2 separate regions of the Gossypium hirsutum genome follow, and region 1 is linked to region 2. The links are chromatin contacts, called in public Hi-C maps. All regions are on one chromosome and are shown on one strand. Each heading gives the region's core, a stretch centred on a gene start, on an enhancer-like site or on the middle of the called end of the contact. The rest is flanking DNA. Distances are from core to core; before and after follow the strand shown. Region 1 holds the start of LOC107945444. Region 2 holds the start of LOC107945439 (auxin response factor 6).

Evidence for each region. A called contact is a pair of places that touch in the nucleus more often than the background predicts.
Region 1: a Hi-C map of leaf shows a contact between it and region 2, with 1.7 times the contacts expected there. The contact joins the promoter of LOC107945444 here to the promoter of LOC107945439 in region 2. A contact is called at or near these places in 6 of 34 Hi-C or Micro-C datasets (all in leaf).

Annotation. Positions count from the first base shown.
Region 1 is chrD12:15,797,184-15,804,811 of Gossypium_hirsutum_v2.1, forward strand. LOC107945444 reads left to right here and starts at 5,590. Exons shown (of 4, transcript XM_016879460.2): 1 at 5,590-5,741; 2 at 5,925-6,039. The coding sequence starts at 6,030.
Region 2 is chrD12:15,613,830-15,620,836 of Gossypium_hirsutum_v2.1, forward strand. LOC107945439 (auxin response factor 6) reads left to right here and starts at 2,755. Exons shown (of 14, transcript XM_016879451.2): 1 at 2,755-3,347; 2 at 3,464-3,576; 3 at 3,918-4,016; 4 at 4,098-4,154; 5 at 4,239-4,397; 6 at 4,509-4,593; 7 at 5,957-6,047; 8 at 6,719-6,883; 9 at 6,965-7,007. The coding sequence starts at 3,305.

The DNA.
Region 1 (7,628 bases), core at 4,340-6,839, 190 kb after region 2:
CAAGTGAGCTAATATTTGCTTCCATTTTGCTTTGCGTGCAAAAATATTGAAGACAATATAAAAAGGGTATTAATGTAATTCATGGATGATATTATTAAACCAATTTGTTCAAAATTACAAGTATCCAAAAAAATATACTACAATTAGGTCCCAACAGTTTGGAGGTAACTTCTCAGACAATTGATTTTGCCTCAGTAGATCCCCTATTGATGGATCGTCCCTCAGTGGATCTTCTCCACGAAATAAACCTCTCATTGGGTTGTTAAGAGTTCTCTCTAGCTCATGATCAAATGGTATGAATGCATTGTTGCTTCGAGTCATACACTGAAAAAAGAACAACAAAAGAAACAAGAACAATTAAATAAATTAAATAAAAAAATGAACTGAACATAAAAGAAAACAGAGTGTCATATCTATAAATTTATATTTCACTAATTAGCTTCCCTAACAAAGCATGCAAGAATCATAAAAAACCAATCGTCGCACACAAAATCTCCTCGTCAATAGTGCCAACAACTTGATCGTACCATGGTGTTCCAACATCGAACACAAAAATTTGCACAAAAGATATAAAAATTGAAATACTGCTTTGACTATAAGTGTCACAAATCAGTTGTAATATTTCTAGTGTTTACAATAGAAGATTGAGTATTCTGAGGATCGAACCCAAAGAAGACTGGGTGACAAAATTGAACAACAACGACCAAGCATGCAACAAGGAAGTGTAGCTAGTTAATTTCTAAATACCATAATAAGGCAAAACATAAATGAGTAAATTATGCTAAAATATAAATTAAGACTAATTTGCAATTAAACCAATTTCAAAAAATTACCAAATAAGCAAACAATATGGTTGACTAATATCCATGTAAACAATTAATTCTTAACTTAAGGATCTAGAACATCTAATTTTTCTAATTGGTCCAATTTTACCTCTCAGTCACCATTTTGCCTAATTAAGAAATTTAATCGAGTTAATCTCTCGACCTTACCAAATTAAATCAGGCTAATCGAATTAGTGCTCAATAGGATCTCCTCTCGGTCTCACCTATTTAGATAATTCCTTAGAATCGTCAATTCTAGGTTATCAATTTCATTTGATTTAGTCCAAATTTATGATCTAGTCCCTAAACCTTAAATTAATCGATTAACACTTCAATTATCAACCACAAACAAAATTAGTTCATACCTATAATTGATTGAATCAAACCAATCAATTTCATGCCAAATCAACCAAGAAAATAACAAAAAATAGGTAAGGTTTAGAAATGCTCAATAAAATTGATGAAACCCTTTAATTGATAGAAGGATAATGCTTTGAATCCACGAATATTGATAGCTCAATTGACAAATGTGAAATCGGATAAAGAAACTATGGAAAATCTATTGAAATATTACAACAATTGCAATAGATACAACAATGTCCCTATTCTTTTTTCTAAGAAGGGTAAAAGTGCAAATTATTCTAAAATAGTATTTTCTAAAATCTAACCTAAAAGAGCTAGTGCTAAGAATCTATAAAAATTCTCCCAAAAATGTGTCATGAAGTATCTTTTATAGTCCGGCACAAATTGACTTCTAATTGACAATTTTATCCTCACTTAACACTTGACTTAAGCTTTGTTGGATTGAAAATTGCCCTTCATATTTTTTTCCTTGTCAGAGTTGGTGTCGTGACATCCTCAGCAGACTACTCCCTTGGTGTTTTGATCTTCAGTTTCATAACAAGAACCTTTTTGGTGTAGCGACATTGCCCTCAGGTGACACGACTTCTTTAACTTTGGAGACTGTGATCGATGTTGCAAATTGCTAGATCAGTGTTGTAACAACAAAAGGTTGGTGCCGCGACATCATGCCCTTTATGTTACGAATTTGGAAGGAGTTCCCTCGATTGTGCATTTTGTTTAATTCCAACTCTTTGATTGATGGTGAAGGCATTGGTGTTGTGACATCAACAACTTGATGTCACGACCTTGATTCTAGTTTAGGCCTTTCTACCCATTTTCACACTAACCAAGTGCCTGAAACAAGCTCAGTTTAAAGGTTAAGATCCTAATGGCAAAAACTTGCCATTTTATTCCAAAAAAATATATATATAAAAATGCAATAAAAACTAAAACTAAACATGAAATCTAATAAGTACAAAATTGTAATAAAAAGCACTATTAAATACTTGAGAATAAACTCTTCAAGTGTTTAAAGAACTTAATTAACATATATAAATACGACATATCACCCAACATTAGGGGTGTTCAAATGGTTGGTTCAGTTAATAATGCAACTAAATTACTATTAACCGAATTACCTCAAATGTAAAAATCTTTAAATGTTAACCGAACCGAATTTTTTTTCAAATACATTAACCGAATCAAAATATTTCTGTTAATTTGACCAGTTAACCAAAATTTATATGTTTTTGTCTTTTGGTTAAAATAAGTATAAAACATATAAAAAATACATTGCTAATAAAAAAATTATATTATATAATATATTATTTATTTTAGTTAATTCGGTTAATTACTTAATTTCAAACCAAATTAACCGATAGCTGAAATTTCAAAAACTCATTAAGCAACCTCTAACCGAACTAAATTTGGCCACCAATCGATTAACCAAATTAGGTCGGTTCGATCAGTTGATTCGGTTTTAACCAAACTATGAACACCCTTACCCAACATCGAGATTCCTCAAAAGAGTTTAAAATAGTAATAATGTGTATAAATGGAATGTGAATTAAATTGACTCGTAATCCAAATGTAGCATCACTTGCTCGGGTTATTGGATTAATCCGGGTAAGTAGGTGTTAAATCTAGGCACAAAAGCCAAGTAATGTTGTTCTTGACCATGTATGCTTTCCATTGGAAGGGGGAAATAAAGCTTGGGTAGTTAATTTTTTCCATGAGGCGGAGTTCATTATTCTCAATGCTATAGCACCCCAGAATAACTTGTGGACTTGGTTAGACTTTGGTGTCAAATGGCTCGTGATGTAGATGTCTCGAAGATTGAAAATAAGAACTGGACGATGTGTTTGATCAAATAGTCTGATCCTTGTTTTCGAATGAAGAAAAAACACAAATTTTCAAGTATCGATTAGAAGTTTTTCTATAGTGGTGACATTGATCACTCAGTTATGTAGGATTTGCATAATTTCCTTCTTCGTTCTTTTATTTTAATTGTTTTCATTTTATTTTCTATTATTCTATATGTTGTATTTGTTAATTTTCTATTATAGGTACCCAATAAGGATGAGTAAAGCAAGACAGATCAAAATCGGCCAACCAGATGCCACGCCACAATACTATGACTTGGGGGCATGAGGTCGTGACATGCTAGTGAGGGCACATTTCAAATAATGGGTTAAGTCGCAACTTGAAGGGGTATAACATCGTGGCTTTTTGTTTTGATGACATGACATAATGGATTGCCCGTGCCTTGGATATTGCATTTTTAATATGTGAAAGGGGACACCATTGCGATGTTGTGTTCAAAATTTAAATTTCTTGTAGCGCCGCAGTTTGGAGCCAATTAAAAAAGTTTCTTTTAATTTTCTTTTTATTATCTCAATCGTTTCTTTTTATTTTCCTTCCTTTTCTTTTATTCTTTTCTCATTTGAAACAAGGTTATCTCATTTTATCTTCCCTTTTGCCATTTGTGATTTTTCTCAAAAACCAAAAGAGTGATTCTCTTCTCGACTACTTTCCCCAATGTGTTATCCTTCCATCTTACATCTCCATTAATAGATAAGTTATTAGCATTGATGTTGATTGATGGTGACTTTTGGGGATTCCATTATTGATCTTTGCTTTAGAAATTTATCACCACTCTTATCTTTTCTTGCATATGCTTGTTGTCTTTTAAATTTCTAATGTTGATTACTAGGAAATATAACTAAGATTTACTCAAATTAGTGATTTCTAATGAGATTTTAAGCATTGATCAATTGTTCCTCTTGTAGCTAATGGCTTCACACTAAAATGATAGTAATGCTATGTTTTCCTTCTAACCAGTATCTCCACTTGGTCTAAATCAACTAACGGAAAGCCCTCGAGCTATCCATTCAGTCTCACTCAGTTAGTTGTCGCACCTCTCAGTGGTTGACATTTGGCTCAACTAATTTGGTTCTACACGATAAACTCTCATTCTGGTCTCATCTATCTATAATTTCCACATAGATTTGTCAAACCTAAATTATTAAGCATATCAAATCATTTATACATAGCATTAATACCAAATTCATGTAAAAGTAAACATTAACAACAATCTAAACAACCAATCACATGAAGAGTTCAACCCATAATCATATTACGCACATCAATAAAAATGATTTCCATATCATATTTATGAAATTGAATTAAAGGAAAGTCAAATTGAGTTTAGATCTACTCATTCAAGAAGAAGAATCATCTCTCATTGATCTCCATTGAAGTTGATCTCTATTCCAATCCCGTTGCCCATCAGAACTTATAGTAAAATGCAAGGGTTTATAAATGGAAACTAGGGAAATGAAATTATAAAAGAAATAGGAAATGCAGAGAAAACACTTCAACAAATCAAATTTTTTGTTCTATCTAATCTTTCCTCCTATTTTTTCAGCTATTATGAGGAGTAACATTTATATTAATGATTTAAAAATAGTTCAATTACATTTTCCCCTTAATTTGAAATTAAATTAAAGCTCAAAAAGTCAATGGTCGTGTCAAAATTTCCTGAAATTACCCTTAGTAACCGCTTTAGATCTTACAGTTATAATGGTCTTGTCGGGACAATGTCAAGCTTGTTGTCGCGACAATGATGGCCTATTTCATGTCTTTAAACAAAGAGGGCAGTGTCACATTAAGGTGTTTTTTGTGGTCGCAACAAGACATGGATCCTCCAAACTTCATAGCCAAGTCAGTGGGCATCTTGTCGCGACAAGGTTGTTTTCATGGTCTCGACAATGCCAGACACGAGGTCTCTATGACCAAGTCAGTAGACTCATTGCCGCGACAAGGGTTCTTCTTGTCCAATCTTCCAAGCCACTTTGTGTTCCTCACTATGCCATCATATGTTTTGACCTACAATGCCAATTTCACACAAGGTAGGTGCAATTTTATACTTAAATAATACTAAAATAGGTGCAAATTAACAAGTAAATGCCTATAAAGAGTAACAAAATTAATAATAAAACAAGAGTTATACAATATCTAAACAATAATAACAAAATAAAAGCAACATAATAATGAAATATGACAACAAAATAGTGGAAAACCAACAAGAAAATAAATTTTTTACATATTCGGGACCAAACTCTAATTAAAAAACTTTACCCAAAATTCAAACCAATTTTTAAATAAACTTTTTTTTCTTTGTTGAACTGTTTTTCGGATTTATATTCTTATTAAAGCACTCTGACTTTTGAGACGGATTGTCTAATTTAGACTCATTTATTTACTTTGAAGCGCATGCAAATATAATAATTCTTTTCGAGAAAGAGAGCAGCAGCATAGGAATTGAAGCATGAAAAAAATCACGTGAGTGGGACCCAGCAGTCAATTGGATGAGTGGGGACAGCAAACATGAACCAGTAATACTCTGTCATTCCTGAGCTTTTTTCTTTTCTTTTTTTCTTTTTCCCTCTCTATGAGCCTGCTCGGAATATTTCTTGTCTTCTTGTATGTTCTTTGCTATTTCATGTCCCAGTTCCAGTTCCAGTTCCAGTTTCATTTTCTCTTTTGGTCTTTAACATTTTCAAATCCTTTTAGGTATTATCTCCATCTTCACAATCACTTATTGCAAAGTATAAAACACCCATTTTATTTTTTTTGGTTGAAAAATGTTTTATGGCGGAAGGAAAGCATCAAGATCTCGCTCTCATTACTCATTATTGCTCCACATTATGTTTTTTTCTTTTTCCTTTTTATGCTTAATGGTTCGAATGATCACAGTCTCACATTGCCGCATTTGCACTGAATAATGCGAGCTTTTGACTCTCCAACGATATTGCATCTCACATTTCTCCATTTCACGTATTCTCTGCTCAATATTTTACTATGAAGTTTGGTGAGTCTTTTCTTTCACAATCTTGCCTCCCTTAACCTCTTCCTCTTTTTGCGGGTTATAAATTAATTACGGAAATATTAGGTTTTAGCTGTTTATTATTCAACAGATCAGTTGTTCTCATATGCTTTTTTTTTTTACTGCGTATGGTTCTTGTCTGTCTTTTCCTTTGATTTATTTTGTTATGTTGTCCGTATTTCAACCTAATTTGGTCGATTGGAGTGAATTACTATGAGTCTGATGTACTGATTGCTTTCTAATTGTTAAAAATGTGTTATAAAAGTTTCTAATGAGCAGCATTTGGCTCCAAGGACTCTTGTTTGCTTCAATTGTTTGCTAGAAATGAACTTGTGTATATTGTTGATACGAGATTAGATTGGTTATTCCCATTGTTTTATGCACCTGTTGTCACTTAAATTCCACAAAACAAATATATATATATTTATATCAATGGGGAACTATGAATTGTATGCAATAATTCGTGTTACTGTTGAATTGCTTACCTCAAACATGTAATGAGTCATTGTCATTAATGGTGACATAATTGATTCTATAAGAATTTTCCTTTTATTTCTCTATATGTTGTATTCTAATTCCTTGAGGATATGTTCAGCTCCTGGTTGGTCTTTCTAAATTTTCCATTAGAAGCCTGTTCAGAAGTTTTCTCTCTACTCTGAGACATTATTTTTAGAATACAAAAAAGTCTGCTCCTGAAGGCATCTCATCAAAATCACTGTTGTTTTTTTACCTCATATTCCTCAACTAATATCTCTAATGCATACTGCTGATTGTGTGTGCCTGATGTGGAGCAAGTACTCTCAAGTTAAACCCCTCAGAACTAATCTGAAATCTCAATAAAACTTCTCCAAAATCTCACCTTTTTACGACCAGTGCTTTGACATCTAGATTGCCACAGAATTATCTTATGAGTGCATGAATTGACTCAGGCTCTCAACAAAGTGATTTGGTGTCGTCCCATGAGCAAAGTGTAAATGGAAGTTTCAGAAAGTTTACATCTGGTCCGTATGTAATTTTAACATCCATTTTCTAACAACTAGTAGGTTACAAATTTACTAAATTTTTCTTTGTGATATCAAGTTAAGCCTATATTATTTTCATTTTTGTACCATATGCCCAGTTGTGGATCTGCAGACATTTTACTAGAACCATTACAACAATTTCTCATAGAACTAGAAAATGATATATCGGTATGATCCTTAATCAAATACGAACAAGTACATGTAATGGTCCTTGATTACTATGTTGTCTATAATTCCTGCAATCTTGTTTTTGCTTAAGTTCAGGGCAAGGTATAAATTTACTCCTAGAAAAGAAACTTGACTTTGACAGAAAGTTGCATTAGCATGTCATGTTTCACACAATAGAAAATATTAATATAGGAAATACATCCATCAGATCTAATTAACTTGATATTGTTTGCAAATCTTAATATCAGGCATGATTTATGTTGTTAATTTCACTTGTTACTTTCCTTGTTTCTGCAAAGTAAATATAATGCTTCATTTTTACTCTTATCAAATTCTTGGAATTTTTCCTTTTGTACTTTCCTTGATTTTGAAAGTAGAAATCAA
Region 2 (7,007 bases), core at 1,505-4,004:
TATTCCTCGAAGGAATACATTACACGTATATGATTGACATATGAGATAGTGAAAAGAAGTTCATAGTGTTGGTATGAACGATTAGACCATCCCGAGTCAATGATGATGCAAAACAATTTGATGAAAATTTATATGATCTTATTGAAGAATTAGAAGTTGTATTTTAATAATTTTCATAAATACTAGTTATTTTGACAATATATTGAACTAACACCAGCTAAAGTAAGAGGTCGATTGCCGTTTTAGATGATAACCAAATAATATATGAGCTCATGTATCACATGTGTGCAACCTGAAGTTTGAAATATTATTTCTTGAAATAATTTGATTGTGCACAATCTATATAGTATGCAATTTATGCTACCAATGCTGGTGCACTATATCCCAAGCTTGATTTTCGTAGTTTTATATGGGATAATATTAAGTTGTCTATGCCTATAGATGTTATACTTAATGGTTAGCAAAACTATGCCTCCATTTAATTGCTTAACTATTAATATAAGAATAGCTTTACAATAAGCATGTATTATTTGCATCAAGGCCAACATGTAAGAAATATTTGTCTCATGAGAATTGATTTTGATTCATAAACTAATAGATTTCATCTAAGAATATTTGAATGTGCAATATCTATTTTATGTTCCACCATAACGCACTAAGATGGATCATCAAGTATGAAGTTGATAAAATTTAGAATTTTCATTAGATTTAAAAAAGTTGAAGGGAGATATATTTATAATTTTGAAAAAGTATTGTCATGTTACAAAATTTCTTAGTATTGAGGGAAGGCAAATTGGTTAAATAGTTATGTCATTTTTTTTGTGATCCTCACTAATATTATGTGCACAAAGTTTGAATGATAAATTATTTACCAGATATGTTTACTGATGACATTTAGAGATTGCATATACTAGTTGATACATATACCAGCTAAAATGCTCCAAATAATTATGTCCCAAAAGGACAATGTGATAAAAATAAGTCTTAGGCATGCTAGAAACATGACAAACTAGTCGATTCCATAAAACGAAAAATTATTAAAAGAAAAGAAAAAAAAATTAAGATGGTCATATGCTAGAGGAGGCGGGTACTTATGAAGAGACCCAAGGCATAACTTGCGATAAAACCCCAGAAGAAGTTTAGATACATGAAATTATGAATATAATGGGATATCCTAACCTGTTATGTCATAACTAAATATAATGGAGCTGACAAAAAGGAAACTATTGTCGACAATGATAATATAAAGAGAATACTTCAATATTATAGAGAAATGAGGATTTTGAATAAAAATGTGTTTGAAAGCATTGAGATGAGAACAAGTCATCAAAAATAAATAAACGCTTCTATTATAACTTATGAAATATATCTTGGACAAGAAGTCCAAACACCCGAAAGGTGTAAAGCCAATGGGAGTATATGTTAGCATAATAGTGAAAAAAAATACAAGTCATAATATATAGAATTGACTTGTAATAAGAACGTCCACAAGACACTTGGTTTTGGTTATGAAAAATGATTAATTTGTGGTAAATGCAAAAACCAAATAAACTTATTTATTTATGTCTAGTGAATTTGTATTCAACTGATATAAATGATTTGATATATTGATGCATGAAGCATAAAACTTGAGTTTCATGAGAAAACCATTGGAGTTTCTGACGAATTTTCAAGAGAAATACTTATTCAACCATTGTCACGACATGAAGATCAAGTGTTCAATGAGGACAGATTGTACACAATGATATTATAAAGAATTGCTATTGAGTATCCAATAATATTTATATAATCAAAATTAATTAGGTTAATTTTTCATGTAAATTGGAGATATTAAAAAGGAATACAGATGGTCAAACAATAATGTTATAAAATGATGGTCCTGAAGTGCCATTTCTTTATGTGCTCAATGCACTCATTGTATTGGTAATAGTGAATGATACAATATATCATGCTTTATAAAGTTGTTGGCGACATCTAAAGCATGAGAATGAAATTGAATTTTATTGCTATATTGATATGCATCAACAAAATTTATTGTATATGTTGATGATTTATTATTGATAAATAATATTGAAGGACTCAATATTGAGTTATAAAATGATGTTCAAATAAGGGGAGCAAAATATGCACTGTTGTAACACCCCTCACCCAATGCAAAGAATAATCGAGAATTTAATTGGGCACTCCCTACCGCTAGACTTGAGAAGTTAATTTTCAGCATTGGATTGTGTTGTTTCAAAAATCTTAAGTGATGCTTATTAAGGGGGAGTAAATTCGCATTATATTTTTTCTTTTAAGGTTGTGACAAGTTGTGTATTAAAAGATTATGTACTCTTTTTTCCTTCATTAGGTTTTTGTCCTAGAAAGTTTTTTCTATTAAGGTTTTTAATGAGGCATATCCTTATATAATCAACATCCAAGTGGGAATGTTATGAATGTTATCACGTAGATATTTAAGCTTTCATATTTCTTTTTAACTCTTCACTAACTCTTCACCTTTCATCTTCTTGTATTTATGTATTAAAAAATAAGGAGTCTAATTTTTGTATATATACATGAGTATATTATTTGTAATAATGATAGAAAATAAAGAAATGCAATAACTTTTTTTTTTGCATTATTATTACTATTTTATAACATAAACAATTGTAAAACTATTTATAAAAATAATATATTAATATAAGAAATTTGTAAAACAATAAATAAAGAATGGTAGCCGCCCTGACTATAAATGATAGCGGATTTTAATATGTATAGTTTCTTTCTCACTCTTTCCGGCTGCTGTCCAAGTCTTCAGCCCTCTCTCTAAAAAGAGCTCCAAAAAGTAAAGTAATTAAAAAGTGTCATTTTCTAGTTTTCTAACTCAACTGAGCAGCTCCAGTAATCAGGTGCGGGGCAGAGGTACACTTCGGGTGGGTTGAGATAGTATTCTACTGTGGGAAAAAAAGCTTCAAAATGTGGAGATCTGAGTGAAGAAGAAAGCTAGGGTTTTGTTTTGCTTTGGAAACTTTGGATGATTTTGAATGTGAAAAGAAGCAAGATCTGAGCTTCATGAACCCCTTCTGAGTAAAAGGTTGTTCCCCGTATTTTTTGGATGTTGATTTTAACTTAAGTTGAGAGGAGTCTGGTGGAGAAAGGGGGTGGGGGTGGGTAAGTTCTCTTTTTCCTTAGAAGTTATGGCTGTTGCACGACCCCTGAATATACTTTAATAACAAGGGCTAGGTGTATTTTCCATTTCAACCGCACTTTTCTTCGGTTTTCTTTAGAGAACGAACAACTTTTTTCTTTTTTAAATATTGGAAGAATGAGACTCTCTTCATCAGGGTTTAATCAGCAAACTGAGGAAGGTAACTGTTTTTAGCTTTTAAAAAAAAAATTTCTTTTAGTATTTTTCTTGAAGTATAAAGCTGCCCTAAGTTATAATTTTTTCGAAATTATAAAGTAGTGAAAGATTTTTGTACAGGGGAGAAGAAATGTTTGAATTCTGAACTTTGGCATGCATGTGCGGGTCCTCTGGTGTCCCTGCCGCCTGTTGGAAGCCGTGTTGTATATTTTCCCCAAGGTCATAGTGAACAGGTAACTGTACCTGTCTTATTTCTCATGCTTTCTTTCAGATTTGGTTCTATTTCTCCATTTCTGCTCAAGAAAATAGTTCAATAAGCTTAAGTTTTAGGGAGAACTTAGAATTTTAAGATGCTATGTAAGGATGTCGGAACTTTTTTGGCTACATGTAGTAATAGAACTTCCTTGAACCAGCCATTTCAGTATTGAATATCTTCATTATTGTCTACTTGTTGATGCATGAAGTGGTGAGTGAACTAATGAAGCTCCTAAAAGATTAGAGCACTCTATGAGGAACTGTATGCTTCGTTTCTAATATTTCTGCGAGCTTTTGGTGTTTATGGCTCCCTCTGCAGGTTGCTGCTTCAACCAACAAGGAAGTAGATGCTCACATACCGAACTATCCGAGCTTACCCCCTCAGCTTATCTGTCAGCTTCACAATGTGACCATGCATGTAAGTTAAATGCTCAGTTAACCACTTTCTGTTTATGGAATGTTTAGTTGGTTGCTTACAAAGGCATTTATTCAAATACAGGCAGATGTAGAAACAGATGAAGTGTATGCTCAAATGACCTTGCAGCCACTGAGCCCGGTATGGGAACTTGACCTTGTTTCAAGGTTTTGTGCTTGATAGTCTTTTAATTTGGCACTTCTTGACTTGAAAGCATTATTGTAGCAAGAGCAAAAGAATGTGTTCCTCCTGCCTGCTGAACTGGGTACTCCGAGTAAACAACCAACCAATTATTTTTGCAAAACACTGACGGCAAGTGACACAAGCACTCATGGAGGATTTTCTGTGCCTCGTCGGGCTGCTGAAAAAGTCTTTCCTCCTCTTGTATGTTTTAGTAGGTTACAAGCAATTCAGTTCACTAGCATCTGGTTTTAATTGAATTAGTTTGAGTCATTATCTTTCTTTCTCTCCCTTTTAATTCTGTTGTGCCTTCAGGATTACTCCCTGCAACCTCCAGCTCAAGAGTTAGTTGCCAGGGATCTTCATGAAAATGAATGGAAATTTAGGCATGTATTTCGCGGTGAGTGATTGAAACAACTTTGTTCAGTGCCGTGTTCCACAATAATTTTAAGAGAAATTTCAAATTATCATGATTTTATAGTATTATTTGTCATTACGCTTCAGTTAGTGTTGTATTTTGCCTGTACCCAGTTCATCTACTCTTGAATAAGTTGTTGGTTTCATTTTGAAGGTGCTGTAACATTTCTTTAACCTTGGGTCTTTTATGTGATTGTTTCTGAAAGCTATGAAGATGACCTCAGATGTATCCTTGCTATATTCTGCATCAGTTATTGGTTTGATTATATTGGGGCTAAGAATCTCTGATGCTGAGGTTCAGATCATTTTTTAGAGCATGGCTAATATGCGAATCTTACAAAAAGAAGTTAGTTATTTACAATGGATGAAAAATAATATACTGAAATAGGAATTTTTTTAATAAGATATTAGAGTTAATGCTTTCTTGTCAACAACAATAAAAGAAGCTTTCTTGTTGTTTGCTTCCTTTGATGGATGATGTATGCTGTTTTGTGAATTTCGCTGCATCAAAATGCCCATTTGTTTGGTAATTGTTTATTGTTTCTCACCTTGCAAAAATGGTCAGAGTTTCTAGGTCATCTCTGAAATTTTGGTTGATATTGGTGTGGGCAAATTATGAAATGTGATGACCAAATAGCTCTTTACTTTTTGATATATGCTTTGTGTTTGTCTGATATAGCAAATGTTTCTGGCAATCTACAAAGGTTGATTGTTTTAAGTCTTTCACGTTTTGCTTTTGATGTGCTTAAGTCCTTTTCCTCTCTTTGGAATTGTTTGGGGATTGTGAAGATCTGTTAGCTGTAAGGTTTTTTTGTTGAAAAGAGTTAATGAAAGCTTAATTCTTGGCCAAAGATGGTCAATTCATCTAGCAGTAATTCTATAAGAATAACATTTGAAGACTTCAAGGGAATATTTCTGATATGCATGTATTTGAGGGGATCAAATATTGTATGGAGTTGTGAGTGATGCATTAATGGAGTAAATGATCCCCTGCAACCCTTAATTTTTGGGGGAAAATCATTATCAAATGGAATATTTCTCCCCTACTGTTTTTGTAGGTTATTTTGTGTGTTGGACTTGGATGAGGTTTGCCTCATTTCTTATCATGTTTTTCCTTTCGAAGAGGAATCGGCAATTTTTGCTAGTTCCTATAGGAATATGTTCAGATTTAGTACTTGGAATGTAGCATTTTCTGTAGGATGCTTGGAGCTGCTTTTGGTGAATTTTTATTTTATATATCTACCTATCTTTAAGTGGGATATATGCTTTCTTGGATGATAAAAAGGTTTTGAATATCAATGGCTGTAAACAACCTCTAATCAATTTATGTATTTTCTTGAGTGCAGGGCAGCCAAAGAGGCATCTTCTTACAACTGGGTGGAGTGTTTTTGTTAGTGCTAAGAGACTTGTTGCTGGTGACTCAGTCCTTTTTATTTGGTAAATTGGGTTTTCTTTCTTCCAAGTATAATTTATGCTTACTTTGTTGGTAATCAAAGTACCTTTACTCTGTGATTGGCTGGAGAAATATCTTACTAATAGCTGTCAAATCCGTAATGCGGTTTGAAACAATCTAGTGAAATCATCCTGCTTAGATAGTTTGGCAGCAAAATTTTTTGGACGGTATTTTTGGTTTTTGAATGTATCTTCTACAATAAAATATCCGATTCTACTTTTTATTTCTGAAGTCATGAGTCTACTAGTATGCATCCTCATTGTGTGTAGTAGAGGTGACAGTTGGGTGGGTTGAGTCACTTTGGGTTGGGAAAATTGGGGTCAATTTTGGTTTGGGTTGCATCAAGTTCTGCTCATTTTGGTGTATCACTCGGGTTTGGGTCATTTTGATCCTCATTGTTTGGTTTTGAAGCCAAAGCAATTTAATTCGCATCATTTTAAGGGATTCTTGGTCAAGTTGGGTTTGGTTGAACTCGATTCAGGTGTGTTTTTGGGTTTGTGTCAGCTTCGCCAGCTCTAATGTGCAATATTTATATTTTGGCAGTTGTTACTGCAGCTTTACTGCTTTTTCCCGTCATGCTACTAATCAGCGAGTTGCTAATCAGTATATTATCTCTGTTTTTGTTTTTATGTGCTTTTTATTTTTTTTCTGTCAGGAATGAGAAGAATCAGTTGTTGCTGGGTATCCGGAGAGCAAATCGTCCTCAGACTGTTATGCCATCTTCTGTTTTATCAAGTGACAGCATGCACATTGGTCTTCTTGCTGCAGCCGCTCATGCGGCTGCAACCAATAGCCGTTTTACTATCTTTTATAACCCAAGGTCAACTACTTAATTCTAATTAAAAAATCTTGATTCTATTCCAACATAACATCTTGTTCATTTACAGTAGCTTCATTTCAGGGCCAGTCCTTCAGAGTTTGTCATTCCTCTCGCCAAGTATGTT